Regions from separate parts of the Macaca mulatta genome. Here region 2 is linked to region 1. Evidence: chromatin contacts called from public Hi-C data. All regions are on one chromosome and are shown on one strand. Each heading gives the region's core, a stretch centred on a gene start, on an enhancer-like site or on the middle of the called end of the contact. The rest is flanking DNA. Distances are from core to core; before and after follow the strand shown. Region 1 overlaps NXN (nucleoredoxin). Region 2 holds the start of TIMM22 (translocase of inner mitochondrial membrane 22).

Region 1 (3,903 bases), core at 749-3,248:
TTGTATTTTTAGTAGAGACGGGGTTTCACCATGTTGGCCAGGATGGTCTCGAACTCCTGACCTCAAGTGATCTGTCCACCTCAGCCTCCCAAACTGTGTAAGTTCTTTAACCGCGTGAACTCATTGATCTTTCCATAGCAGAATAAGGTAGGAACAACACCACCCTCATCAGGTTGTAGCTGAGGACGCTGAGGCCCCGAAATGTGAAGGTGACAGGTTACAGGCCCACCCGAGCGGGCTCCATGGCTCCCCCTGGCCAGGCCTGGATTCTCCCCAGGTTTTGTGACTTCAGACCTGGACTCCTCATTGTGAGCCTGTACCAGGTCCTTGGTGGGCTCCTCCGTGGTGGGTGGGACCCCGGCTGGACTCCGCAAGCCTCCTGCCAGGCAGGGCCTGCATCTCCCAGGCCAGTGGCCAAGCACCCCCTCTTCCCCTCAGGCATCCCCACGCTCATCGTGCTGGACCCGCAGGGCGAGGTGATCACGCGGCAGGGGCGGGTGGAGGTGCTGAACGACGAGGACTGCCGGGAGTTCCCCTGGCACCCCAAACCCGTGCTGGAGCTCTCCGACTCCAACGCCACGCAGCTCAACGAGGGCCCCTGCCTCGTCCTTTTTGTAGGTATGAAGCTCACGGGGGGGCCCGGGTGGGGGCGGGACAGGAGAAGCCTCACTTGGGAGGAGCCTGTCCCTGCAGCTTCTCTGTCACTAGCAGTGCAAGCCTGGGCCTTTGTCTCTCCCCGGAGCCTTGCTTTTGACCCCGATGATTTATTCATGGCCTCGTGGGAGCTGCAGCTGCACTTTCCCTCCTAGCTGCTCCCCAGCTGCCGGCTGGGCAGAACAGGTCAGGCCGAGGATGCCCTGGGGACCCCATGCGCAGACCCATTGTTGGAAAGGGGCGGGTCGCACACACACAGCTGCCGGGGGCTGGCCCCTCTGGCCGAGGCTCACCAAGGCTGCTTCTGCCGGTGCTGTGTGCTCGGGTGAGCTGCTCCCGCCCCGTGGCTGCCCTGGCTCCTCTGTCCTCGCCTGCACCTCCCGGTCTCCCGTCTCACCCACTCTGTGCTCCGAGGGTGACTGCCCAGCTGGGCCAGGAGGACACAGGCTCCCTGCAGTCTGGTGGGATGGCCCTGGTTCCTTTTGCAAAACCTGGTCCTCTGCCTTGGACTTAGGGCTCCCCTCCAACAACTCAGAATTACCGTATGAGGCTGGGTGTGGTGGCTCACGCCTGTAATCCCAGCATTTTGGGAGGTCAAGGTGGGTGGATCACCTGGGGTCAGGGGTTCGAGACCAGGCTGACCAAAATGGTGAAACCCTGTCTCTACTAAAAATACAAAAATTAGCCAGGCGCAGTGGCACGTGTCTGTAATCCCAGCTACTTGGGAGGCTGAGGCAGGAGAATCACTTGAACCCGGGACGCAGAGGTTGTAGTGAGCCCATATGGCACCACTGCACTCCAGCCTGGGCAACAGAGAGAGGCTCTGTCTCAAAAAAACAACAACAAAAAAGCCACTGACCGCCAGACCACAGTCCTCACGCCCTCCCCCTCACCACCAGTTTCACTAGGAAGTCGGAGGTCCGAGGTTGTGGCTTCTCATTCTGTGGCTGAGAGAAACTAGCAGGCGCCTCAGGTCCTGGCTTAGGGGAAGCTCAGCCTCGCGGGCGGGTTTGTGAGGAATTCAGTGGAAAGTCTCTGCCTGAGGCCCCAGAGCTACTCGGTGGGGTGGGTTCCCCGTGGTGAGCCTGGTGCAGGCGAGACTCTCTTGTCTGGGGCCCCAGAGCTACTGGGTGGGGTGGGCAAGCCTGGTGCAGGAGAGCTCTGGGAGCTTTGCTGCTGGGACGTGTGTGCAGGAAGTTCATTTCCATTCAGGGGCCGCTCAGGTGGGCGTTTCTGCAGCTCAGGCCCCCTCAGCGGGTGCCGCTCTATTTGACAAGCCAGTGTTCCTCCCCATCTCTTTCTCCCCCCCGATGCCAATCACAGATTCTGAGGATGACGGAGAGTCCGAGGCAGCCAAGCAGCTGATTCAGCCAATAGCTGAGAAAATCATTGCCAAGTACAAAGCCAAAGAGGAGGAGGCGCCACTTCTGTTCTTCGTCGCTGGGGAGGTGAGTGCGGGGAGAGGCTGGGCCCCCAGGGCTGGATCAGCTGGGACTTCGGGCGCATGAGGGATCCTGGCCCCAGGGCTGCCTGTGCTCCTGAGACAGGCCGCAGACAAACGTGGCAAGAAGAGGTGGCCATTCGCCGTGGGAAACCGTTTCCTCCCCTGCTGCTTCCTCTTGTCCTGGCTTCGCAGCCTCAGGTCCGCAGGGGAAGAGCCGGGAGCTGCTTCCAGGGAGAGGGGCCGGGGCCGGAGCCGGAGCGATCCACACCCACTCCCTCGGGGCTGGGTCACGACCAGGCCCTTGCGGCTTTACAAAACGCTGGGTTCCTGCCTCCGCGCTGGCCGCAGTGGGCCGATCTCATCAGAGGGGTCCTGGCTGGGGCTACCACGTGCACCTGCGGTCACCCAGCCGGCCGGTCAGTGCTGAGGTTGGAAATCGCTGCCGCGCCCCGTCTGTTTCACCGAGGCTGCCTCTTCGAGGTCTCCCGCAGGGCTGGACCGAGCAGGAGACTTCACAGGCTGAGAAAGTGGGGCTCTCAGCAGAGCGCCCTCCCGCAGGTGCCCCATTATCCGGGGCGTGGGACCCTGCGCCCTGCACCCTGCAGACGGGCGTCTCCGCGACTCAGCGCAGGTGCAGGCTCTCGTTCTTGAGTTCCTCCAGCCGGGAGTCTCCTCCACGCCTGCGCTGCTGCCTCCCTTCCCCTCCCCTCCCCTCCGCACCTCACCCCTGCGCCGCCGCCTCCCCTCCCCTCCCCTCCCACCGCACCCACCGACCGACAAACACTTTTGGAGGCCGCCCTCACCCCCTGCCCTCTGTCCACCCATCTGTACCTCCGGTTGGTCAGAGCCCTGTGCTGATTTCACGCTGTGTTCGGATCCCAGGAGAGGCACGGAGGAGGCAGGCGGCAGCGGCCGCCAGACACCCTGCACCACCCATCATCGCCAGACTCAGCAGCTGGCCCTGCCCAGCCCCTGCGTCCCTCCCAGGCGGCTCCGGTCACCTGCTCAGCCCGGGGGTGGAGGGGAACAAAGAGGCTCGCAGGCTCTGCCTGGGGCGGCCGCAGCCACTGCACACCAAGCCCAACCCCAGAGGCTGCGCCACACGCGGGAACTCTGAGCCCTGCAGAATGGCTCTGAGAAAAGATGGCTGCAGCACTGCAAGGGCCCGGCACGGGCGGGGCGGCCTTGAGAGGCGTCAGGCCTGGAAGGAGCATCTGCAGGTTTCTGTACACCAGGCCGGTCCGCGTATTTCACCTGGGCTGTCTCCTTAGGCCCTGGCTCTCTGGCTGGGAACACAGTCGCCGTCCTGTTTCACAGGGGAGGGAGGCGAGGTTCAGAGTGGACCAGGGGCTCCTCCGAGGCTGTTCGCTGGCTCACACCTGGCTGGGCTGGGCTTTGTGTCTCCAAAAAATATATACAAATTAGCCCGGCATGGTGCTGCCTGCTTGGAGTCCCAGCTACTCAGGAGGCTGAGGAGGGAGGATCGCTTGAGCCCAGGAGATGGAGGCTGCAGTGAGCTACGATTGCCTCGCTGCACTCCAGCTGGGGCGACAGAAAGAGATTCTAGCTCCCCCCCCCAAAAAAAAAAAAAAAAGTAGCTCCCTTATAAATCCTTTCTTCTTGTCTGGATTTCTGTGTTCGCCTTGGTATCTGCGTGAGGCTGTATCTGACATTAGGGAAATTCACCAGGACAGCTGCTGGGAATGTAGGATCGAGTACCAGCTTCCTTCTCAGATAAGCAGTGAGGCAGTGTCAGCTTCCACAGGGTTCAGGTGGCCCTGTCTTGTGAACTGGCTGGCTGTGCA
Region 2 (3,903 bases), core at 605-3,104, 190 kb before region 1:
TGCTTAAGTGTATTTTCTTCCTTTTTTTTTGAGATGGAGTCTCTGTTGCCAGGCTGGAGTGCAATGGCGTGATCTCAGCTCACTGCAACCTCCACCTCCTGGTTTCAAGCCATTCTTCTGCCTCAGCCTCCCGAGTAGCTGGGATTACAGGCACACACCACCATGCCCAGCTAATTTTTGTATTTTTAGTAGAGACGGGGTTTCACCATGTTGGCTAGGATGGTCTTGACCTCTTGACCTCATGATCCGCCTGCCTTGGCCTCCCAAAGTGTTGGGATTACAGGCATGAGCCATGTGCCCAGTCCTTTTTTTTTTTTTTTTTTGAGACAGGATCTTGTTCTGTCACCCAGGCTGGAGTGCGGTAACTCAATCACAGCTCACTGCAGCCTCAACCATCTGGGCTCAAGAGATCCTCCTGCCTCAGGCTCCCGAGTAGCTGGGCTCTCAGGTGCATACCAGCTAATTTTTGTATTTTTCGTAGAGATGGGGTTTCGCTATATTGGCCAGGCTGGTCTTGAACTCCTGGGATCAAGCGATCCACCTGCCTCAGCCTCCCAAAGAGCTGGGATTATACAGGAATGAGCCACCGCACCCACTCTGCCTACCTGTATTTTCTCAATCCTTCAAGACGCAGCTCCAGTCTCACCTATGGTCTTACTCAACAACAAAAAAAGACCTTTCTTCCTACTTCACTTGTTTTCATTGACATTCTCACTACATTCATTTCTTAAATGTCTTTCATTCTCAGTGAGACTTAAACTCATCTGCAAATGGAGCCAACCTATTTACCCTGCACACAGAAGGAATACCGTACATTCTCAAATCTCCAAAAAGCTTAAGGGAAACGTAGAAGGACAAGTGCAGACTTCGTCTCTCCTTGCTCGCTGCTGTCTAGTCACAGTGGTCTTTCAGTTTTCCAAACTTCAAGCAACCGCTGCCCTAGCGCCGTCTGCATGTGCATTTCCATATGTCTGCATCATTCCTCTGCAGAGTTCCTGCTCGACATTCTTCTCCACATAGTATAATACGGCCCCGTGAAGACCAGGCTCTTGTCTCTCTCCTGGCACGTGATAGTTGCTTAGGAACGATTTGTTGAAGGATTTAAGAGAATGAGCGAATTCAAGGGAATGAACGGATGAATGAAGTCACCCATGTAATCACTTTTTTCTTTTCGAGATGGAGTCTCGCTCTGTCGCCCACGCTGGAGTGCAATGGCGCGATCTCGGCTCACTGCAACCTCCGCCTCCTGGGCTCAAGCGATTCTCCTGCCTCAGCCTCCGAATAGCTGGGAATACAGGCACCCACCACCATGCCCGGCTAATTTTTTATATTTCTAGTAGAAACAGGGTTTCACCGTGTGAGCCACGATGTCATGTAATAACTTTTAGGCCCCAACCACAGCAATTTTCTGATGCAATTTTCATCAAGAAAGCTGAGCTGAGGGGGCAGGAGAGGTGACGTTCACGGAACGAGGTGGGGGTGTGGTCAAGGTCAAGGCCCGCAGTCCCTCGCCTCCCAGGCGCGTGGTCTTCTCTGCAGAGATCCCCACTGCCGTCCAGGCCCTCAGCCTCCCAAGCATCCCACTCGCCCGGCCTCACCTCCCACGCAGGCCAGCGCAGCCTTGAAGGCACAGCTTTCCATCACCTTCTCGATCATCTTCTGCTCCTCACTCTTGGCTGGACTTGGGATCCCGCCCAGGCTCCCAGGCTCCAGGAGTCGGGGCTGACGCTTGTCACCCACCAGGTACTGCAGGAGAAGGCTGTACTGCAGCGGAGCTTCGGCGGAACCCGCTGCCTCAGCGGCCGAAGCCCCGGCATTGGAGGCGGCCGCCGCCATGACAGTCGCTGCCCAAGCAACCCTCGCGTCCTTCCCCCCGCAGCAGATTCGACAAGCGTCACGCTGCGAGCCCTGACACTAGCCACCGCCTGTAACGGCAGATTCGCAGCAAGAGGAAGCCGCGGCCGCAAGAGACGTCGTGCGCGCATCAGCGACAGCGCTATCGTGTTTCCAAAAAGAAAGCCTCTTGTGAAAATGGAATTGGGCTTGAACAGCTTTCCCCATGTCACAGACAAACGAGATTCAGATTCACCAGAAAGCGCCCACACGGTCGGGGCTGCAGCGCGGTGAGTACAGAGATTTGTAGTTCCAATCCGACATCCAACTACATTTCCCAGGAAGCGTTGCGCGTGCTCTCGCGTCTCGGCCCCGCGCGGGGCTCCTACGCGCTGCTGAGGGGAGCGAGGAGCGGCCGCGCGCTCCGGGGCTGCCGTGCTCCGGATCGCCGGGAGGGGGCGCGCGAGCATTCTCGCTGCCCTTTCCGCCTCCTGCTGTCATCGGGCGAGGAGGCGTTAAATCCTGTGGTCCCGGAAGGTGCGGTGAGTGCTGGACGCTTTGTAGACACGCGTGAACGTGTGCTGGAAATGCTTGGACCGGGCGCGGGGGCTCACGCCTGTCTTCCAGCACTTTGCGAGCCGAGAGCGGTGGATCATGAGGTCAGGAGTTCGAGACCAGCCTGACCAACATGGTGAAACCCCATCTCTACTAAAAATACAAAAAAAAAAAAAAAAAAAAAAATTAGCTGGGCATGGTGGTGCACGCCTGTATGCCCAGCTACTTGAGAGGCTGAGGCAGGAGACCCCGTCTCTACTAAAAATACAAAAATTAGCCAGATGGTGGCAGGCGCCTGTAATCTCAGTTACTTGGGAGGCTGAGACAGGAGAATCACTTAAACCCGGGAGGTGGAGGTTGCAGTGAGCCAAGATCGCGCCGTCCTGCTCCAGCCTGGGCGACAAGAGCAAGACTCGGTCTAAAAAAAAAAAAAAAAAAAAAATCCTAACTTATAGCATTTGCTGACTTGAGTGGTGTCAATATCCCCATAGTGGCTGATTTCAAACTACCAAGCGAGGTCATCAGTCAGAATTGGGAAGACTCACAGCAGTATGTGGTTAGACAATGTTTCTATCACACAGATACAATCTATAGAAATAACCTCAACAGCATAGATAGGAGTACGGTGTAGTAAAACTTTTAGGAGGTGGTGAGTTTTGAGCACACATTACCTGTTTTTAGTGTAATTTGATTATAAATGTATAAAATGTAATTTTTAATAACAACTATGCTTAACAATCAGCTAAAAAACTGATAATTTATTGCCTTTTAAAAATTATTCTTTTGAGACAGAGTCTTGCTCTGTCACCCAGGCTGGAGTGCCGTGGCACAATCTCGGCTCACTGCAACCTCCACCTCCTGGGTTCAAACAGTTCTCTGCCTCAGGCTCCCCAGTAGCTGGGATTACAGGGACCTGCCACCACACCCGGCTAATTTTTATATTTTTAGTAGAGATGGGATTTCACCATGTTTGCCAGGCTGGTCTTGAACTCCTGACCTCATGATCCACCCCCCTCGGCCTCCCAAAGTGCTGGGACAACAGGCATGAGCCAAGAATGTAATGTTTAATAATAACTGTACTTAACCAGCTCAAAAACTCCTGATAATGTATTGCCTTAATTTTTTTTTTTTTTTTTTTTTGAGACGAAGTCTCGCTCTGTCGCCCAGGCTGGAGTGCAGTGGCCGGATCTCAGCTCACTGCAAGCTCCGCCTCCTGGGTACACGCCATTCTCCTGCCTCAGCCTCCCGAGTAGCTGGGACTACAGGCGTCCGCCACCTCGCCCGGCTAGTTTTTTTGTATTTTTTTAGTAGAGACGGGGTTTCACCGTATTAGCCAGGATGGTCTCGATCTCCTGACCTCCTGATCCGCCCGTCTCGGCCTCCCAAAGTGCTGGGATTACAGGCTTGAGCCACCGCGCCCGGCCGTATTGCCTTAATTTTTAAAATTATTCTTTTGAGACAGAGTCTTGCTCTTGTCACCCAGGTTGGAGTGCCATGGTGCAATCTCGGCTCACT

Evidence for each region. A called contact is a pair of places that touch in the nucleus more often than the background predicts.
Region 2: a contact with region 1 is called in a Hi-C map of sperm, with 2.9 times the contacts expected there. The contact joins the promoter of TIMM22 here to the enhancer-like site in region 1. A contact is called at or near these places in 8 of 14 Hi-C or Micro-C datasets (CD4 T cells, blood, cortical neurons and 5 more).

What each region holds. Positions count from the first base shown.
Region 1 is chr16:2,347,011-2,350,913 of T2T-MMU8v2.0, reverse strand. NXN (nucleoredoxin) reads left to right here. Exons shown (of 8, transcript XM_015118170.3): 6 at 439-618; 7 at 1,978-2,102. Among named protein-coding and RNA genes, the nearest start is that of MRM3, 23 kb to the right of the region's middle. Within about 2 kb of position 1,998, at least 9 of the 40 cell types and tissues checked have an H3K27ac peak or open chromatin away from gene starts, as enhancers often do.
Region 2 is chr16:2,534,152-2,538,054 of T2T-MMU8v2.0, reverse strand. TIMM22 (translocase of inner mitochondrial membrane 22) reads right to left here and starts at 1,854. Exons shown (of 4, transcript XM_028835843.2): 1 at 1,599-1,854. The coding sequence starts at 1,836.